3 separate regions of the Danio rerio genome follow, and all the other regions are linked to region 3. A link is a contact called in public HiChIP or PLAC-seq data. All regions are on one chromosome and are shown on one strand. Each heading gives the region's core, a stretch centred on a gene start, on an enhancer-like site or on the middle of the called end of the contact. The rest is flanking DNA. Distances are from core to core; before and after follow the strand shown.

What was found. HiChIP or PLAC-seq counts read pairs in DNA pulled down with a chosen protein or histone mark.
Region 1: a contact with region 3 is called in an H3K4me3 HiChIP or PLAC-seq map of gastrula embryo, with 2.3 times the contacts expected there. The contact joins the promoter of chac1 here to the promoter of vps18 in region 3. A contact is called at or near these places in 2 of 4 datasets of contacts at active chromatin or transcription factors (embryo and gastrula embryo).
Region 2: a contact with region 3 is called in an H3K4me3 HiChIP or PLAC-seq map of embryo, with 2.3 times the contacts expected there. The contact joins the promoter of wdr21 here to the promoter of vps18 in region 3. A contact is called at or near these places in 2 of 4 datasets of contacts at active chromatin or transcription factors (embryo and gastrula embryo).

Annotation. Positions count from the first base shown.
Region 1 is chr20:30,993,931-30,998,064 of GRCz12tu, reverse strand. It overlaps chac1 (ChaC, cation transport regulator homolog 1 (E. coli)), which reads right to left and starts at 1,321. Exons shown (of 3, transcript NM_001110126.2): 1 at 680-1,321; 2 at 538-573. The coding sequence starts at 850.
Region 2 is chr20:31,166,222-31,170,526 of GRCz12tu, reverse strand. wdr21 (WD repeat domain 21) reads left to right here and starts at 2,921. Exons shown (of 14, transcript NM_200701.1): 1 at 2,921-2,954; 2 at 3,281-3,417. The coding sequence starts at 3,311. dpf3 (double PHD fingers 3) reads right to left here and starts at 2,241. Exons shown (of 12, transcript NM_001111169.1): 1 at 2,210-2,241. The coding sequence starts at 2,241.
Region 3 is chr20:31,089,710-31,093,840 of GRCz12tu, reverse strand. vps18 (VPS18 core subunit of CORVET and HOPS complexes) reads left to right here and starts at 2,405. Exons shown (of 5, transcript NM_173245.2): 1 at 2,405-2,805; 2 at 2,896-3,037; 3 at 3,410-3,501. The coding sequence starts at 2,715.

The DNA.
Region 1 (4,134 bases), core at 72-2,571, 95 kb after region 3:
GATATGTATACATGGACAGATACCATAATGATCAAATCTGACATCTTGGAACGGTTAACATGTGGTCAGTAAATTTCCCAACATATTACAATTTAACGCAGCTTCTGATTGTAGAAATCTTTATTTCCTGTACAGTTCCTACAATTAAATAAGCATTTAAACTACATTGCTTTGTTACATTTAGCATATACTTAGATCTTAATTATATTGATACGTTTTATAATTAAGATTGTTTTGATTTAAATATAAATTCAGTAATTAGCACAACCCTACAGTTCCTTGGACCCCAGTTTGAAAACCCCCTGTAACCCTCTTTGTTTTGTTGTATATTGATGCTTAGTAAATGCGGTTTCTGATTTTGATGCAAATATAGACACATTTGTGTCAGCTTGTGTTCCAATATGGTGGATGCCTATTCCGGGTGGCATCTATAGATGTCCTAAGAAATAGCTTGTAAAAATAGCCGCCAACGGGGCTCTCGTGTATGTACATGTATGGTTGGTTGTTCCTAATAATAAAAAAGGAAGTTCCACTTACGTCATCCTCCTCGATGAGCGTCACCACTCTTCCGGGCTGTCATGGAGACACGTAACGTAAAAGGTCAACGAGTAGCAATGGGAGAACAGTTCAGGTATTTTATGAATTTTCAAGAAAAATATGGAATTTAAACGCAACTTACCATTTCATCATCTCCACGATGAAAGTTATCCCCATGCCAGAAGCGTCTCTTGTACCCCTTAATATAACCGACTTTGCTCCTCTTGTACTTGAAGTCTGGCTTCCAGACCAGCGAGCCGTAGCCGAAGATCCACAAGCTGGATTTTCCAGCGACGATGTCTTGAGGTTTCATCTTTTACAGGATGGTATGAGTGTAGAAAAGGTAATAGTGTGCGCTTTGATGTAAAAACAGCTAAATGAATGGGCCACAGGCTAGGTAGCTAGCGTTAGCTTCCTCCTATCAAGGAGAAGAGGTATGGGTTGGCTCACGGCTATACCGCGGACGGTATCAGAGCCCAACTGCTTAGCAGTTGTGATGGTGCAGTCTCGCAAAACGCTTTTCTTTGCCTGGTGCATGCCTATGCCGTGCAGTTACCGCATCATTGCCTTAAAACTCCATCTTGGCCTTTTCGGCTCTTTCAATCGGAATAAAACACAAAAAGCTGTTGCTAGCTCGCCGGCCAGCCTCCTGTTTATCAACAAACCTCTACCCGGCCAATCATACGGTGCTGTAAAGGCGGATCGAATAACCTTTTAACCGTTGTTTTCGCGCACCCCGGGCTGCCGCGCTGCTTTTCGTCCTCGGCGGATGATGAAATGTGGGCTGCTCTGAGGCAGGCTATATGCAACATTGCCTATGGGCGTATCTGACCTTGTTCGAAGATCTGACCAATCATAGCGTAGCAAGGGCGGATCGCCTGGTCTTCTGTCCAATCGTTCCATCTCTGCGTGACTCTATAACCGCATACCTGTGTGATTGGCTCACGAACAAGGAAAAATCTCGCCCTGTTGTTCAATTTGATAGGGCGGTCAGCTGTCGGTCACAGGACACGCGCACTCTCATTGGTCAGCAGATCTGTCGCTTAAAGTCTGTTCGGCTGATGCAACGTGAAAGAAGCGTTTCAAGGGGCGAGGCAGGCACAGGACGTACTGAGAGGATTGCGTCAGGCCTTCCAAGAATGCTATCCGAAACCCAAACAGTGCTGAATGCTTACATACAAGGAATTAGAAACGACTGAATAAGATAACATCATGTAGTATAAAATGTAGTATAAAATGTATTTTCTATGTAGGTTCACATGAATGCTGAAGTGTAATATGTAATACAATATAATAATATTTAATAGCCTATAACCAAAGAGATCTTCATTGGGGAACAATTTTTCTGTAATAATGTATAATACATAACAAAAAGGCAGTACAGTATTCATCTCATTTCGTAATGTAATAAAATATATCATATAATGTGATAGCAATGTTGTGTAGTAATTATTACATGTAATCAGGATTACATAACCAGATTCTAAAAATCACTACTTAGTAATTAATAATTACTGTAATTGATTTGATTCACCTTATTTTTTTAATCAAATGTTCCTATATATATATATATATATATATATATATATATATATATATATATATATATATATATATATATATATATATATATATATACTTAACTGTAATTAAATTATAGTAGGAATTTGTATAATAATGGCCACAGAAAAACTCTGCAGATTCATTTGCACTCAGTGCTTCAAAATTTGGGAACAAATAATATTAAAAAAGATAGAAAGAAATCTAAACTTGCAGTCAGGGTACATTAAATAGAATAAGTAATGTAGATTTAATTACAGTTTTTGTTTACAGATTTTTAATCAGAATTTGTAAGTAATTCGAAAATCAAGATGCTGAAAAGTTTAGACTTGAACATATTTCTCATGAGTTTTATTTTTGTCAGTGTGGTCAATGGTCAAATATCGTCAAATTTTAGATGCATATTTTCTTGTCACTAGAAATGAAAACAGCCTTTGCATTCTGAGTGGGTGCAAATTATTCATACTATTATGCTTATTTTCTTTTCTCTTACTGACATCTTCCTTGAATATTCACAATATAAAATGGACATGTAAATGTTTGTTCATTTCAATGTAAATTCTTTTGCAATCCATACTCTTAAATCTGGGAACAAATTAAAACCAAGCAAATCATGTTAGTTCTAAAGTGATCTAAAAGTAATCAAAACGTTGTCACAATTAAATACCAAAAATAGGTAATCTAGCTTGCATTACTTAATTTGTAATAACAAACACACTACAGTTTACATTTTTTAAGTAATAAAAAACATCAACATTCTATCACAAATGATGTACTCATATAGATTTTTTTAACTCTAATGGTTTGTTGCAATCAGTTTTCTTAAACTGTTTGAGATGCCTTAACTTATTGGGTTTTACAGTACTCAGTTGGTTTGAGTTCTCTTCATTTATTGGGTTTTACTGTGCTCAAATTGCTTCATTTACTCAAATGGATTAAGTACACAGTACTTAACATTAGTTTTTTTTTTACTTAAATGGTTTGTAGCAATTGGTTTCCTCAACTGGTTCAAGTTACCTTAACTTTTTGATTTTTACAGTGTATGTTTATTTTTTAGTTTTGTTCTTCACCAAAAATAGCAACATCCTTCAAACATCTGCATTCAGTTTTATCCTATCATGACTGTTGAGGCAGATTAGTTTCTTCCTAAAGATCTTCTAAGCTATGCCATCGGCTTGTATATTAGATCTGCTTTGTCTGTAATCTCCATCTCTGATAGTGTGACGTATTTCAGATCTATCCGTTTTAAGTTAGGGCACGGAAACGTGTCATAATATTTTTTTAGACATATCTAACAAACATGTGATGTTCAAAACCAAACTACCACAAGCCACGTGTTTCTCTCTATCTTTTTGACTGCTTTATTTACAAATTATGATAAATTCAAGGTCACCAGTACTTTAAGTTCGGAGTGCATATGTCTGCTTTTCTTTTGAGTTGCTTCATGTTCTGAGCAAAACAAATATTTTTGTGTCAACCTGTTTTCTGAGTTGGTTTCTTTACATGAATGTTTCTGCGTCATACAGAATCATTCTTGGGTAACTGAACAGCCTGTGAACAACATTACAACATCACCAATCTATTAAGAAAAACAGGCAGGGCAGATTTGTGACAGTTTCTTTGTCAGCCCTTGTCTTACGTTGAGGTATAATCATCCCAGTTCCAAAGCCATGAGACTATTATGATAAACAAACCAAACGGTTAGTTCACCTAAAATTCAAATCCTGTCATCATTTACTCACTCTCATGTTGTTACAAACCCAAAGTATATTTCTTCAGGACACTTTTGTAATCAAATCTGATAAATCTATTCCTCTGTTAAAAGTCTAATTATTATGAACGGTACAAAGAAGTCAAACAACAACAACAACAATTAATTAATTTAATCCAATTCCTCCTAAGAGAATTTGTCGCATTATTAACAGATAATATTAAAAATAACTATACATTTATCACCATAATTCCCCAGTTTATTGATCACATTAAGAATTTTCAGCTCTTTTGTATGCAAATAAGTTAGTTTAATTAAATATGCAC
Region 2 (4,305 bases), core at 1,672-4,171, 76 kb before region 3:
TGACATCTCTGCGGCTAGTCATCAGAACAGATGGGTACTGAGGGATCCTGGGATATTGCTAATCTGCTCTACCACAGCATTTAGAGATGGTGCATCCCCCCTCAGTGTACACACTTACATAGACAAATCAGCTTGAGTTTGAATGGAGATGAATCACACGAGCAACTATGATTTAGACTGGTAAGAATCCAATCCTTTCATCCAACCATTTGCACCAGTTGCAGTCATATCTCACTTCTCAGAATATGACATGGCAAATAAAAAAACTTAGTAATTAATGTTAATTATAGTACAGCTAATACAGTATTAGCTTCTGTAGTCGTGCAATAAGTACAGTTAAAGTCAGAATTATTAAACCCCCTGAATTATTAGCCCATGTTTATTTTTTCCCCAATTTCTGTGTAATGGAGAGAAGATTTGAAACATAATAATCATAATAGTTTTAATAACTCATTTCTAATAACTGATTTATTTTATCCTTGCCATGATTACAGTAAATAATATTTGACTACATACTTTTCAAGACAATCATATACAGCTTAAAGTGATATTTAAAGGCTTAACTAGGTTAATTAGGTTAACTAGGCAGGTTAGGGTGATTAGACAAGTTATTGTTTATTGTCTATATATATATATATATATATATATATATATATATATATATATATATATATATATATATATAATTAATATTTTAGTCACAGAAAATCTTTAAAAATGGAAAGATAATAAATTTAAATTCATGCTAATCATAGCAAAAAAAAAAGACAAACTACAACATTTCAACAAAATTATGTATATTTTTTGTTTCTCTTGACTTTTGCTATTTTTGAAAAAGTTATTTAATATTTTTCCCAAACATGTAAGTTTGGGCTACAAATTTTTTAACCATTATCGTAAGTTATTTTGTTAGATAAGCTCCAGATTTGGCTTCAGTACTGACTAAACTAATGTATATGCACAAATATAGTATTGTAAAGATCCTATAGAAAATATTAACTTAAAGAAGAGATTTGTGGGGGGTGTACTCATATATGCTGAGCACTGTACATAAATAAATTATATTTAATATTTGTTTATTGTTCTTGTTCTAATTTCTTTCTCCAGATTTCTAAGATATTTAAAACACTAATTCCCAGAAGGTACTAATTCTTTCACCTTGGGACTTCTCAGCTAATAACCAAAAGGACAAACTCTTCTGACCTCTTAAACAAATGTAATGTAATAGAAGCAGGAATTCTGTCACATGGCAGAAAAATCAGCTCTGCACTTCAACAGCCAAACAAGAGAGAACAGGACAGCGAATTCCATTGTTATCCATCACTTATCTCTGGACTTACTGATCCTTATTATCCTGTTTTGTGTAACTATAATTCTTCTTTACAAATGCACGGCGTTTATTCAAACAACACGACGGAAATGTCAACGTACAGCAAATAATAAACAATAATGTTTATTATTACGCGTGTCTACAAAAAAAGAGCTGACAACTGAAAGCTATACGAATGCGCTAAAGAAAGTTACCCGGCGAATTCCTGTGAAGAAAATCCACATATTTAATATGTCGACCACAAAACTCGTTCTTTAACTTGTCACGATGTGTATGTGAGCGTTATCTGTCAAGCAGTTCTCCATAGGCCACGACGGGGGAATTATACGTTGCTTTCCTATAGGCATTTTTAGACATCAATGCAACCGAACCATGCAAACGTTTTACTTCACCAGCAAGCATTTTAATATTTAAAAGATTATTTTACGGTGCAAGTTGTTCAGCAAACAAACACATCGTGCTCGTGCAGTCATATGACAGCTCATCCCGGCAGATTTTATAAGGCTTTATCTGGCTGTCCTGCAAACAAGTCAACGGAGTCTGTAACGTTACACTCGCAAAGCATTGCATCCGAAATAATGCTGCACTAACACTGACCAACAGAGGCTGAATGCTGAGACACACGTTGCATATTTGCAGAACGAATGTCCGAACACAACGCTTCAAATGTATTTACATATGAACATATACATTACACACCCACACAAAGAGGAAATAGGTGGATTAAACAGTTATTCGTTTAGGACAGAATTTACTGATATACAAAATGCACCGCGTGTACAGTTTAATTTCAAGACACAATTTGCACCCACACTCTAAAACACGCGGAGTGCAACACATTTTCGAAAACAAGCGAAAATAATATTTATAATTACTTACGCTTTCAGCGGATTCTGAATGACAGTCGCCATTTTGCCACACTGTAACCCAATATTCCAAATCTGAGTTCTTTGGGATCCTTGTGAAAGAAAAACAGCCAATACGGACCTCAGTGTCCGGCGGTCTGGCCAATACAATACGGGGAATCAAAATCTGGGCGTGGCTTCCAAGAGCTGTCAAAATTATAAGAATTACATTATTATCTTTACTTAGAGTACTTGCATAGCAAATATAAACAAGAAATAAAGCAATGTTATTTTAGTAGATTTTTTAGATGCATCTCTGTAGCCTTTAGCCTTCACCTGTTTGTTTTAACTATGAACCAAATATTTATTTTAATTGCATTGTAGCTTTATCCATTATTGTGCTTCAATATAAAAAGCCCCATACACAATTGTAACCAATGAAATATATTTGAATATTAAACATATGAATAGAATATAAAATAGCATATAAGTCTATCACAATTATTGTTTATCAGATTATATTTTAAACGTTAATACCTAAACAACTCCAATTAAAAAAAACTTGTAAACATTAAAACATTTATTTATATTTTTATTAATTATTTTAGCTTTAAATGCTCAGAAAGTGATTGACAGCTCTTTGTTCAATCGGATAATTGTAATTTCACACAGTCTCATGGTTTGACCAATGAACAAAAAGGGGGCGGGAATTTCTGGTGTCGTGAGGAAGTAATATTTTCTAAACAGGAAGAGGTCACCACGACTGGCATCTCTTTCTGGTAAGTTTATAAAAACTCTCCATTTACACAATGTTATTACGGTTTATAAACCATTACGGTATTCTCGTATGCGGGTGTAACCTGTAACATAAACGAACGTGCCTCGTGAATGCTCGTAATAGTAGTTTTAGCGTGTTAGCTCCTGGTACAGCTCCATAACAAATCAGTGTTTTGTTTTTTGTTTGTTTGCTTGTTTTTCTGTGGACAGTTTGTTAACGTTAAGTCACACAATACGTTTAGGTTTAGTTTTATATATTCAAAAACTAAAAAAATTGAACACACAGTGTCCTCTTTATTTGAATATAATGACAATAATGTTTTAGCAGATACACTGGCATGGCTGCTGACAAGCAGAAATGAAGCGTGGAAACTGGCGAGCACGGGGCCGCGACCGTCACCGACAGCAAAACCAGTCCCAGTGGCGGAGGAGACCCCGGTCAGACCACGACGAGCAGGAATACGGGTAACTATCGTCCTATCCTCAAAATCTACTTACCCTCATCTCGTTTCAAACCTGTTTGACTTTTTCTGTGGAACACAAAAGGAGATGTCAAGAATGACAATGAGGTTGTTCTGTAATGTTTGTGTTGTGTTCATTGTTTGGGCAAAATATACAATCAGAGTGAATGGTGAGTTATGCTGTCATATACTGCCTAACATCTCATTTTGTGTTCCAAAGAAGAAAGACATACAGGTGTGAAACAACAATATGAGTGAACTAATCTTTTAACACGTGTGCTGCATTACAAAACAATGTTCATACTTTAGTATTGAGTACACAGAGACAGCAGTTTTGCCTAATTTTACTCCGGCATGTGTAACTGGAAATAGATTTTAGGCTCAGAGATGAGATGTCCCACTTGTCCCAAAATCTAAAAAGGAGACCTCTGTGGCTGGAAGTTAACAAGAATTATATATGTTGTTACAATAATGCAATTACCGTACAGCAATTACTGTTTTACATTACTGTGAGAGTTGAGTTCAGGGTAGGGGTAGATGTTAATAAAATACAGTTTAATGGGTAATTTAATAAATATTATGAATAATACGCTGTATAAATTTTACATCTTTGTGTGAGTTGGGTTTAGGGTAGGGGTAGATGTTAATAAAATTAAATTTAATGGGTTATTTAATAAATAATATGACTAATTCTCTGTATAATTACTGTTTGTATATAACTGTGAGGGTTGGGGTAGGAGTAGATATTAATGAAATACAACTTATGGATAGTTTAGTAAATAATATACATAATTCTCTTTAACTTGCGGCTGCATTTGTAATCGTTCTTGCAACAACTGTCCCATTCTGTGTCTTTATTATGATTAAATTACAATCACTTAATCAATAGTGA
Region 3 (4,131 bases), core at 1,156-3,655:
TTAATTAAAGGGATAGTTCACCCAAAACCAAAAAATCAGTCATCATTTACTCACCATTTTCTTGTTCCAAACCTGCTTGAGCTTCTTGCTTCTATATATTTGAAGAAAGCTGAAAAGCTGAATCCATAGACTTACACAATATTATTTTTCCTACTAAGTCAGTTGTTTTCAGTTTTCAGCTTTCTTCAAAATATAATATGTTGTGTTCAAAAGCATGAATAACTTATAAAGGTTTGGAAGCACTTGAGTGTGAGTAAATAGTGAGTAATGTTTAGGTGAACTATGCCTTTAAGAAGCCACTGACTATCTCCACTGTGTAAAGATGCTGAAATGAAGGCTGGATTTTTTAGTTTACAAATCTGTATGAAATATGTCAGCTCTTATCTTTGGGTTAGCCTAATGTCATTGTTCATAAAACACTACCTGACAAAAGTCTTGTTGCCTATTATGTTTTAGGAACAACAAATAATAGCTTGACTTCAAGTTAATTATTTGGTATCAGAAGTGGCTTATATGAAAGTCAAAGGCCTCTAGATTACGCTGATTTTACCAAAATAAAATATAATCATACCTTGATTTTTAATTATTTAATTAGGACAGTAAGGTCTGACTTTGCTTAGACAAAAGTCTTGTCACTTAACAGAAATAATGTACATTATAGAGTATAAAGTCATGGTGCTGTGGAAAAATAATTAAAATTGTGTATGACTCCAGTGAGCTTAGAGGACTGCATCCATACATCTCTGCAATGACTCAAATAACTTACTAATAAAGTCAACTGGAATGGCAATGAAAGCGTTCTTGCAGGTCTCCCAGAGTTCATCAAGATTCTTTAGAGGCATCTTAAATGCCTTCTTCCTCATTTTACCCCAGACATGCTCAATAATGTTCATGTCTGACTGGGTTGGCCAATCCTGGAGCTCCTTAACCTTCTTTGCTTTAAAGAACTTTGATGTGGAGACTGAAGTATGAGAAGTAGCGCTCTCCTGCTAAAGAATTTGCCCTCTCCTGTGGTTCGTAATGTAATGGGCAGCACAAATGTCTTGATGCCTCAGGCTGATGATGTTGCCATCCACTCTGCAGATCTCTCGCACGCCCTATATTGAATGTAACCCCAACCCATAATTTTCCTTCAGCAAACTTGATTGATTTGTGAGAATCTTGGGTCCATGAGGGTTCCAATGAATCTTCTGCAGTATTTGTGATGACTGAGATGCAGTTCAACATATGATTCATTAGAGGAATCTACCTACTGCCACTTTTCCAAATGAAAAACTAGAAGTCAGAGTAAAATTGGTTGCTCTTACAGCTGGGATCAACGGCAAAACTTTGGCAGGTATAACATAATAAACCATAAAGGGACAGTCTGCACAAAAATGGACATTTGCTGTTAATTTATTAACCTTTGTACATGCATATTCACACATCTCCTTGTGCATATTTTATTATGTGTAAACTCACACATGAGCTAATTCTGTTTGTTTAAAATGTTATATTATATATAGGTGTTTCTGTGTGGAGTTTGCATGTTCTCCCCGTGTTGGCGTGGATTTCCCCCACAGTCCAAAAACATGCGGTACAGGTGAATTGAAAAAAATTACATTGTAGTTTATGTGTATGAATGAGTGTGTGTATGGGTGTTTCCCAGTAATGGGGTTGCAGTTGGAAGGGCATCCGCAGTGTAAAATATATGCTGGATAATTTGGTGGTTCATTCCGCTGTGGCCTGATGAATGGGGTTAAGCCGGAGGAATATGAATTAAGTAATATCATATATATAATGATATAGCATATATATATATATATATATATATATATATATATATATATATATATATATATATATATATATATATATATATATATATATATATATATATATATATATATATCACAGGCCTACAGGACAAGCACAAGTAGGCTACTATTCTGATGAACAATTGAACACGCACCTTCACTTTTTCCATAAACAAAACACTAAACAATAATGACATTCAGGATATTTTTTTATCTGGTAATAAATACTGTGGGTATAGGTAATAATATTTTGAATATTATCCAATTCCTTGCACAGACTGAAAGTTTGACTCCATAAGACCTCAATGTATCATCAGTAGCCCTACTGTACGTATTACTTTAATTTGTATGTGTCGTTTTTTTTACTCTCAGCTGCTGATTCGCATTTACGTTTCTTCAAGGAATACAGTTCCAACATATCTAATTTAACCTTCTACTAAAGAAAAAAGCCATCTATATCTTTGGATGTCCTGAAAATTAGTGTAGCAATTTTGAGGTAATTTATTGGAGCTATTTCTGTAGAAGATTCGATTGTTAACTAAACAGCGCCAATACGTGGACAAAACAGGAGCATCTTTTTAACTGTAATCACATGATATTCATCAGCTGACCCAAGACAGACATGCAACCAACACAGCTCGGTTTCTCAGATCTGTCATTCCTTTTTCATTTATAAAAATTCCCTTGGCGCGTAATTTTGTTTTATTTTACACCAATAGGGTGTCCATTATGTTTTATTGAGCACGCAAAGAGGACGTTGACAGTGACAGCTTGTGAACAGGACATTTAACGTTAGCTCGCATGCTAGCGTGCTATGGGTGGAAACAGCTGGTAGGGATACTGTACATCTTTACCTGCAATGTAAACACAGGTTCACTATTTGCTGTACATCGTCGTGTGAATATTTGATCATTTGCAATGGCATCTATTCTGGATCAATATGAAGATTCGCAGAACATCCGTCAACACAGTCGTATGTCCACGGCCAACATCGGCATCACTCATTCAGGTGCAAACCTTACATAGTTTGCTATTATTATTGTATTTTAAGTAATGTATGGTGTTTATAATGATTTAAACTAAGGCTTGTTTTCCACAGGGTTTGTAAATGTAAGATTGGAGGAAGAAAAACCCATTTTCACCAAGCAGCGCATCGATTTCTCTCCTCCCGAAAAAATCAACCAATTTTCGGTTTGCAACAATCAGTTATGCATGAGCTTGGGAAAAGACACCCTGCTGAGGTAAAACTGCCATTTCTCGACTCTTATGTTATCTACAGTTGTTTAATTGCGATGCTTTGCATTTGATAAGTTTTCCCTTGATTAGTTCACGTACATGCGATGTGTGATTAATGTGTATTTTGGTGTCTGAAAGGCTAAAGCATGTGGACCATTAAAGACAGTTCACTTTGAAATGTATATTTAATCTGGATACAAATCACTTATTCTTTGTCTTTATTTGTGTTGGTGTCAATCTAATTGTGATTCATTTGCATTATATGTGGTCCTAAAAGATTCAAAAGTCTTGGGTTAATTTTTTTAAACTGACTTTAAAGATGTTGGTCATTTTTATAGAGCAGATTCAAGTGTGTTGTCATGCATATTGTGTTTCAGAATTGATCTCGGAAAACCTGATCAGCCAAATCAGATTGAATTGGGAAGAAAAGATGATAGCAAAGTACACAGACTTTTCCTAGATCCTACAGGTAATCACGCATCAATATTCACAACTTGTATGAGGTTTTAAATGCATTTAGGCCATCTATTCAAAGTTAGTAAAGACATAAGTGGTTTGATTAGATTTTCCTTGTAATTTGTAAGACAAAAAAAGCATCGAAAAGTGATGAACTGGGGAATTAAATGAAGAAAAAACTTGAACAGATGCACAAGAATGAACAGTCATAAATGTAATGCTTATTGTTTTTAGATGGATTTTATTTATGTCATGTATAGCTCTTCAGGGTATATCATTCAGAGATTCTAATTCTTTGTTTACACTTAGTATTAAGACCCAACTTTGATGACATGATCAAGTGAAATGCAAATGCTGCATTTTCCATTATGTACAAGATTGTTTTTGCCTTACAAAAATATTTGTAAGTTTTGTCTTTTTAAACTGTTATCTTGTGCTAGTACAAATGATTTACTAATATTTGTTTATGTAGATCTTCATTAAAAAATGATAATAAAAATATAATATAATGAAATATAATAAAACTGTATAAAAAATCACATATATGTGTGAAATTCTACATTTAAAATGAAATTAAGTTTCAAAAGTTGTTTTTGTTCACAAGCTAAATCTCGCTTCAGTGCAGCAGTTAACTTTAAGTGGT